Linked DNA regions of Sus scrofa: region 1 is linked to region 2. The links are chromatin contacts, called in public Hi-C maps. All regions are on one chromosome and are shown on one strand. The core of a region is the stretch at or near the end of the contact, and the rest is flanking DNA. Distances in the headings are between cores, read along the strand shown. Region 1 holds the start of NMI (N-myc-interactor). Region 2 holds the start of RIF1 (telomere-associated protein RIF1).

Region 1 (4,102 bases), core at 79-2,578, 110 kb before region 2:
AAGACAGAGAAAGAGACGACGGAGCCAAAGAAGGTGAGCAATCTAAAGAAGCTGGAAGAGAGAAAGAAAGCAGATTCATCCCATTAGCCTCCAGAAGGGAAGGCAGCCTACAGACACCTTGATTTTAACCCAAGGACCCCCAACTGGACATCTAACGTATAGAATTTTAATAGAATATACTTAGGGCTCTTAAAGCCTTCAAGTCCGTAGGAATGTATGGCAGTGAATGAAAAAACTAATACAAACCGCCTCCACCAATTTATTACCTATTTCCCTAATATACTCGTATCACTCTGGTGCCCGGCCTAATAGAATTAAATCTTCCCACACGCATGCCTGGCAGCAAAAAGAAAGGAACGAGGTGAAGGGGAAACAGAGGTGGTGATTAATGATGATATAAATAATTAAAAAAAAAAACCTTATGCTTGTTTTATAGACAAGGAAACACCGCCTTCTTTTGTGGATGTCTCTTTCTAAAAGTCCCTGCGTATTCGTAAAAGTGAGGCACGACTGCCAAACCCTGAGCCTGCCAAGAGCGTAAATCTCATTAAGGGATTCTTTTTCCGAAGAACCATCTCCAGAGACACTAGAAGAACAGTGGGGAAACACAAACCGTGTTAAGTTTCAATTTCCGAAATGAAGCAAAGCAAAGGAAACTGGGTCAGAGGCCGGTACGGCACAGAGAAGGCCTCGTGGGCCGGGCAGGCGCGTCCGCTCGCTTGCAGGGCGGTCCCCGCGACCCCGGCTGCGGGCTGCGCAGGAGCACGGCGGTGGGGCTGGGGCTAGGGGTCCCGCAGAGCCGCTGACCACCCGCGCCCCGCCACCACCCCCGCCCCGCCACGCCTGCTCTCGGCCCGGCATTCCCCACCCTCCTCCCACCACGAGGTCCCCGGCCCCGCAGAACTCGCCGGGATGCCACGCATGGCCCGTCCAGCCCATGACTAAGAAGAGCCCGGCAGCGGGGGAACAAGGCGCCCACTTACCCGCCTCGGGCGGCCAAGCGCGGCGACCCGCTTCCGGAAAACTCCCTGGCTGCGCGCTGGGGCTGCCTGGTCGGAAGTACCTTGTACCTTTTTCAAGTGGGTGTCCTCGGGCTCAACAATTTGATGCTTTAAAAAAAAAAAGTAAGAAAGAATGAATTAAAAGAGAAGTAAACTACTCAAATAATGCCTTTCAATCTAGCCACTGCTCGAATGCCAAACCTGTTGTCTCCAATGATTGGTCACTAAGTTATACTTATTTTCACTTTCGATATTTAAAACGTGGTGGTTTTGTTTTTGTTTTGAGAATCTCTTCCTAGAGTATTCCTGTAGTTTCCCTAGATGCTGATTTTAGAACATGTTTTAAAAACCACTCCTTTGTATGTGTATTACAGGACGTATTTTTGGAAAAGTGGATAGAAAACAAAAGTGAGAGTCTCTCACACGATGGTATAACTCTCCCTGTAATTTGCTGGTCTTTATAACCTTAATCTACAAGTGTTTGCAGCCAGCAAGGTCCACTTTTGTGCATTTCTTTTGCAACTTCCCAGGAAGTTGGGAAAGCTGTGATGTTCTGTGGGTTTCTATGACCTGTGTCCCTTGAAAGTTGTCTTCTTTTGTTTTGTGGTGAAGCTTGTAAATAAATACCTCACTAGGTGTGATCTTCTTTGAAATGGAAAACATCTGGTTTATTTCAAGAGTTGCAGGGTTTCTTAATCCTGCAAAAAGAACCACCCCACAGCTGTACTTGGTTGTAAATAGAGCCAGGAAGGAGACATATCAAAATGACTTCCAGGCATCAGTTCTAGTCTATAGTGCTATGCAATCATATGTGATAACTGATACAGTGATCTAAAAGATTAACCAAAGCCGAATTCCTTTATGTCAAGAATATTGATGGCAATCAGTTAAAAGTATCCTTTCTAAGTGAGAAAAATTAAGTGGTGCTTGGACATTTGTGCTCATCAGCCCAGTTAGAAAAGTCCCAACACTCCACCTGCTGCAGCCTGAGAACTACTTTTGTTCTCCCGTTGAATTTTAGAAAACATGAACTCTAGAATTTATTTAGTTCAAACTTCATTTCTTCTTTTTGTTTTTTATAAGAAGATACTAAGCAATAGGATCATGACCAGAGCAGGATTCATGTAAGTTTGACTGCAATCCTGTGAGAGGATAAGGGATGCAGGTATTAGGGAAGACTTTGCCCACTCACCTGCTACGGCTGAGCCATGTAACAATCTGAAAGCAACTCTTCTTCAAATCCAGTACTCTGCAACACTGGGTTCTGAAAATGAATAGTCAGTTCCCAGATGTGTTTTTCTTTTAAAGTATGGTTGATTTACAATATTGTGCCAATTTGTGCTGTACAGCGAAGTGACCCAGTCATACATCTTTATACATTTTTTTTTTTTGTCTTTTGTCTTTTTTAGGGCTGCATTCTCAAGCATAGGGAGGTTCCCAGGCTAGGGGTTGAATCGGAGCTGTAGCTGCCAGCCTATACCACAGCCACAGCATCTCGGATCCAAGACACTTCTGCAACTTACATCACAGCTCACAGTAAGGCCAGATCTTTAACCCACTGAGAAAGGCCAGAGATTGAACCCACATCCTCATGGATACTAGTCAGGTTCGTTAACCACTAAGCCACGGCAGGAACTACTCTATATACATTCTTTTTCTCACATCATCCCCCATCATGTTCTATCTCAAGAGACTGGACACAGTCCCCTGTGCTGTACAGCAGGACCTCATTGCTTATCCGTTCTAAATGTAAGAGTTTGCATCTACTAACCCCAAACTCCCAGTCCATCCCACTCCCTTCCCCTCCCTGCTCCCAGATGTAGTATTGTTCATCATCATTACTGAGAACTCCTAGGCATTTTTGCCAACTACAACATGAGATATACGTATTATTCCCATTTTGCAGATGAGCTAAGGCTTAAAGTGGTGATCCAAAAGCAAGCAATTACTATGTAATGACATTGATGTCTTGCTCTACTCTCAACCACGAAATCAGTGTCTCCACACTGTGTTCTACAGTGTATGAAGAAGAAGGAATCCTATGGGCATGTTTGATTAGGAAACGTTGCATTACTGCATTTACATTTGAGAGATCCCCAGTGCACATCAGCACATTAAGAGTTTTGAGAAATATTGCAGGGGAAAATTAAAGCACACATTTAAAAGTTTAGTTTTGAAAAAAATAAAAAAGTTTAACTTGGAGTTCCCTTTGTGGCTTGGTGGTTAGCAAACCTGACTAGGATCCATGAGGACAAGGGTTCAATCCCTGGCTTCGATTAGTGAGTTAAGAATCTGGTATTGCCATGAGCTATGGTGTAGGTCGCAGACACAGCTCAGATCCCACGTTGCTGTGCTGTGGGGTAGGCCAGCAGCTATAGCTCCAGTTCTGGGAACTTCCATATGCCGAGGATGCAGCCATAAAAAGCGAAAAAAAAAAAAAAAGTTTAACTTTATTTAAACTTGAATTTACCAAACTAATTTGAACACTAAATCCTTTTTTTCAAGGAACAGCTGTTAAAATCTTGAGAAGTTTCTAATGGGGCAAATTGATCAATGCTTTACTAATGATAGGATTCAGGACATGCTTCCACAAAATATGGCACCTTGGCATATTGATGTTTTAAGGGAAAGAAGTTTGAGAAAACAGTAGAAGCAAAACGGTCACTCTGCCCTTCCCCCCACCCCTCTCCCACTCTTCTCTGAAATAGTTCAAAAAGCCTCCTGTGAGAGGTGTTTTCCCTATACCTATAGGAAAGGTGTATTCTTATCTCCAAAATCAAAGGACACAGAGAAGAATCCTAACAAACCAGACTTGCCGTTTCCCCCAGTTTACTACGATTGTCTCATACTCTTTGACCTATCATTTATCACCATGATTATCCACTCTTCATCAAACCTAGCATAAAGATATTCAGGTCTGTTTCTGCAGGTCTTCATTTCCTTATGAAGACTTCCATGTCATGCAAAACTTATGTTAAATAATTTTGTATGCTTTTCTCCTGTTCATCTGTCTTTTTCAGTTTCATTTTCAGACCCAACAAGGAACACTAACAGAATCAAGGAAAACTTTTTCTATCTATCTACCTACCATATATTCAATA
Region 2 (4,616 bases), core at 1,745-4,244:
TAAAACCCAATTCCCCCCAAGGCTAACCCTCAACTCTGCCTCAGCAGTTTATAGCCAAACCAATGAGATACTCATTTTAGCAGGTCTATGAACAAAGAGCTATGTCAGTATAGAGACAGAAACATTTAATTCTCCATTGGGATAGAGTAGATGAGTGAAAGACTTCATTAAAAGATGTGATTTTAGGAGTTCCTGCTGTTGCTCAACAGGATCTGCAGCCCCAGGACACAGGTTCCACCCCTCGCAGGCACAGTGGGTTAATGATCAGGTATTGCCTTAACTGCCGCTGGAATCTGATTCCTGGCCTGGGGACCCTATATGCTACAGGGAGGCTGAAAAATAAAAATAAAAATAAAAATTTTTAAAAGATGTGATTTTAGTTAATCATTGATTACATTTGAAAAATTGACTTAATGTTCTAAACACAAGAAACAACACAGGCCTTTAAAGACATAGAAAAGTTAGAGATCGTGGCAAGCTATTCAGAATCTGGCTGACGTGGGGGCAAGGCTAGAGGTGAAGCAGTGGTCCAAATAATAGGCTTGTGTGTTATGCCAAGAGTTTTGCAATTCATCCTGTGGTTGATGGAACTGCAAAGGATTTCAGGTATGGGAATGACAATGATAAAATATTACATAACATTTTAGGAGATCATAGTTCTACACATTTGAAAGAGAAGGATGAACATTCCAACCTCTTTGTTACAAATGATCAATTAGAAAAAAAAAAAAATAGAACAGGAGTTCTTGCTGTGGTGCAACTGGGTCTGTGGTGTCTATGAAGTGCTGGGATGCAGGTTGGAACCCCTACCCAGTTCAGTGGGTTAAGGATCTGGAATTGCTACTGTGGCATAGGTTGCAATTGTGGCTCAGATCAGATCCCTGGAATAGGAACTCCAGATGCAATGAGGTGCAAGAAAAAAAAAAGGAGAGAGAGAATAGGACGAAGACCCTATATGCAAGAAATTTACATTCTAATGAAGGGACAATTAAAAATAGATATATAATGTAATATCAGATAGTGATAAGTGATAGACAGTAAAGCCAAATAAGGCACACAAGGATTGGGTGAAGGTACTTGTCTTAAGGCAAACTCAGTGTTCTTTCCACTATCCACTAATCTCATAGCTACCATAAAAAAAATAGGGTTTCAGGATCATCTTTCACTTTCCTATACAACGGCTCCATTATACTGAAACTCAGTGTTGCAAACCTGCCCACATATTTCACTCATTGACTAATAACTTCTTAACCTTCCTTTTTTTTTTTTCTTTAGGGCTGCACCTGGGGCACATGGAAGTTCTCAGGTTAGGGGTCGAATCGGAGCTGCAGCTGCTAGCCTGCTCCACAGCCATGGCAACTTAGGAGCTGGGCCATATCTGTGACCTACACTGCAGCTTGTGGCGACGTCAGATTCTCAACCCACTGAGCGAGGCCAGGGATCGAACCTGAATCCTCATGGTTAATAGCTGGGTTCTCTGCCACTGAGCCAGACGAGACTTCACCATCTTAAATATCTGGGTTGTCGTGCTTCTGACCAGAAAATGAGGAGCAAATTCCCCTTCAAAGGTTAAGGAACTTATCAGGCTGCACTGAAAACCTTTCTCCGACATTACTTCCATAGTGTCTCTACACTTAACCAGACACAGCTCATTATTTCCTATTTCTGTAGGTTGGCTCACACAAAGTTGTAGGTCTCCTTCCCTCTCTTTCATCTTTTTGTTTAAAAAACATGCTCTGTGTTGAGCGCTTGGTTTGGCAGAGGCTTTGCTAGGTGCAGATAACACAGAAAAGGGCAAACCACCGCTAATAGTTGTGTGTGGATAAGTAAAAGCTCAAGCCAGGTGCAGAGAACCCATGAGGCCACAGTGGAAGGACCAGATGCTGTTGGGCCTTAGTTGCCTGGTTTAAAGTTGACAAAATTACTCAAGAGACTCAGAGGTCTAGGAAAAGGGGAGCAACATATTAGCACTAAGAACCAACTTTCATTAAGAGTTTACTGTAGGAGTTCTCGTCGTGGCTCAGTGATTAACATATACGACTAGGAACCATGAGGTTGCGGGTTCGATCCCTGGTCTTGCTCAGTGGGTTAAGGATCCAGCGTTGCCGTGAGCTGTGGTGTAGGTCGCAGACGTGGCTCGGATCCCGAGTTGCTGTGGCTCTGGCGTAGGCTGGTGGCTACAGCTCCGATTCGACCCCTAGCCTGGGAACCTCCATATGCCGCGGGATCAGCCCTAGAAAAGGCAAAAAGACAAAAAAAAAAAAAAAAAAGTTTGCTGTAGTTTCTCCAAGTGTTAAGTCCTAGCCAAACCCCACCCTTCAACCTCTGAGGCCTAATAGAAGAATGCAGATCCTACCTAAATCTACCTAATCACAATGCCTAAGGGCGGGTCCCAGAAGCTTGCAGTTTAATTATGAATAGCCCCAGGCCATTGTTATGTACACTTAAAACTTGAGAGTCCCTGGCCTCTCCAACCTCTTCTCACTTGGCTTTCTCCTGAATTAGATACTATTATCATCCCTATTTTACTGAGGAGGAAGTTGAGGCATAAAAAGGTTGATTAACTTGCCAAGGTCATGAAGAACAAGAGGTTGGAATCTAGACCAATCTAAATGCAGGTCTTAGTCTTTTTTTTAATATATAATGATTTTTATTTTTTTCCATTATAGCTGGTGCAACTCTTAGTCTTAAACATCACCATCCAATTATCTCCTCTTGCTAAATGAGTTGTTGCCAATACTTTAACAAATACTGGAATTGCAATTTGAAGACAGTCTGAAGACCCACTACCTTTAAAATCGGTGAACTTTGGAGATTTACATTTTGAATTTCAAGACCCTCGCTGGTTAAATTTAACCCAACCACCTGCAAGGTGACCTGGGGGGCAGGGAGGGGACACAGCAGGAGAGGGAGAGAGGTGATCGATGACTCCGGTGCGCCACCGCCTGTTGGATTGACTCGAGCCTCTCCGGCTAGGCCTGCCCCACTCGCGCGCGCTCCGGGCCCCGCCCCCGCCGCCATCTTGGTTTAGGAGGGAGCTGGCCGCACGCGTGAGTAAACAGCCCGAGCCGGAAAAGTCGAGCTCTGGCCGCCTCAAGGTGCTACGGGGCGACGGCGGAGGAGACGCAGGCCTGTCTTTGTACGTGGGGTGAATATTGGGATCCCAGTGCTGGGCGGCTGGAAGCTTCGGCCCGGCGCATCCTCCGCCCCCTCGCGGCGAGACGCCTCGCGCCCCGGGTTTCTCCCGCCCCCCGCCGGTCTCCTCCCCCTGTTGAAAGCTGCCCGGGAAAGTGGTGGCGGGAGCGGGCCTGGGCTGGGGCGCGGCGTGGGCCTGGGTGCGTGTGGCGGGGCAGGCGGAGATTCGGACTGTGGGTCCCTCCGCCTCCAGGAGCTCGCGGCGTGGACGCCGTGGGGCTCTGGGGCCGGGTCCCTGCCGGGCCGCGGAGGGGGTTGTTTCCCTCGGTCACCGGCTCTTCCCCTCTTCCGGTCCGGGCCGCAGGGTGGCCGACATGACCGCCCCGGGTCCGAGCCACCTGGCGCCGCTGTTGGAGACTCTGGAAGACCCTTCCGCCTCCCAAGGAGAGCAGACCGACGCTTACCTGACTCTGACCAGGTGAGGCCTGCTGGGGGTGGGGGTGGGGCGCCCTGGTGGGTCTCGGGGAGAGGGTACTGCAGGTGGGGCGCAGCAAGCGAGCTTGTGTATTCTAGAGTCTGGGAGCTGTGCGGGCGCTCGGGTCGCGGGCTGGTGGTGGGGAAGGTATGTGCTCAGTGACGTTCACTGTTGCGGGGGCTGCTGCCCTTGAGGCGTGTGTTTGGAATGAGGAAGCCCGCACGTGTGTCTCGCTTGCAAAGGGTTAGGGAAAGTTTGCTTGGAAGTAAGCGTGCTGGAGTAGAGGTTTTTCAGTGTAAGCCATCTCTGTCTTGGAACAGTGTGGGGCAACCCAGAATTGGCTTTTTAGTAGAGAGCAATAAGCCGAGTTTAATTTAAGTCGCACATGCTTCGCGGCTTATTTTTTCCCCGCAGACCGTATTTTTCTGAGTTACTTAGAGTTACTTGGAAATTACTGGAAAAGGGTTAACAGCAGGTACAAAATGATGAAGATTTGAGTAAATTTCTAAGTAGGGATAGATTTCGCTTTTACATAGTGAAACTGTCAAAATGTGTCTATGGATGCACAAGTTATTGTGAGGGCGGCTTTGCATTTATTTCAGTTGTATACTGTATTATATATTAAGTTATCTTAAGCACTGAGTCAGTTAATTTGCCAGAGTTCTAATATAACATTTAAAAAGATTATGCAGGTATTTCAGGGAGTGATTATAGTTTTTTTATGTCTTCCAATTGCATGAACTTGTGTTCTTTCCGCTTTTAAGTCGTATGACTGGAGAAGAGGGAAAAGAAATCATTATAGAAATTGAGAAAAAACTTCCTCGGCTCTTCAAAGTTTTAAAGGTATGTATCTTTGTTGTTTATTAAATAGCTTGTGGGGAAAATGTTTTGCCAACTCAACTTTGAACGTAAAGTAAATAACAGTAGTATTATTATAGTACTGTTTGAGGATTTACAGTGTATTGAGTGCTGTCTTAATTACCTTACGTGTTTTCTCTTATTTAGT

What was found. Hi-C and Micro-C count contacts between places; a contact is called where the count stands out from the background.
Region 1: a contact with region 2 is called in a Hi-C map of skeletal muscle, with 2.6 times the contacts expected there. The contact joins the promoter of NMI here to the promoter of RIF1 in region 2. A contact is called at or near these places in 5 of 47 Hi-C or Micro-C datasets (embryonic fibroblasts, fibroblasts, liver and 2 more) and 1 of 2 datasets of contacts at active chromatin or transcription factors (alveolar macrophages).

Annotation. Positions count from the first base shown.
Region 1 is chr15:938,605-942,706 of Sscrofa11.1, reverse strand. NMI (N-myc-interactor) reads right to left here and starts at 1,328. Exons shown (of 11, transcript XM_003359414.4): 1 at 1,203-1,328; 2 at 984-1,109.
Region 2 is chr15:830,414-835,029 of Sscrofa11.1, reverse strand. RIF1 (telomere-associated protein RIF1) reads left to right here and starts at 2,994. Exons shown (of 35, transcript XM_021076097.1): 1 at 2,994-3,139; 2 at 3,500-3,613; 3 at 4,375-4,453. The coding sequence starts at 3,510.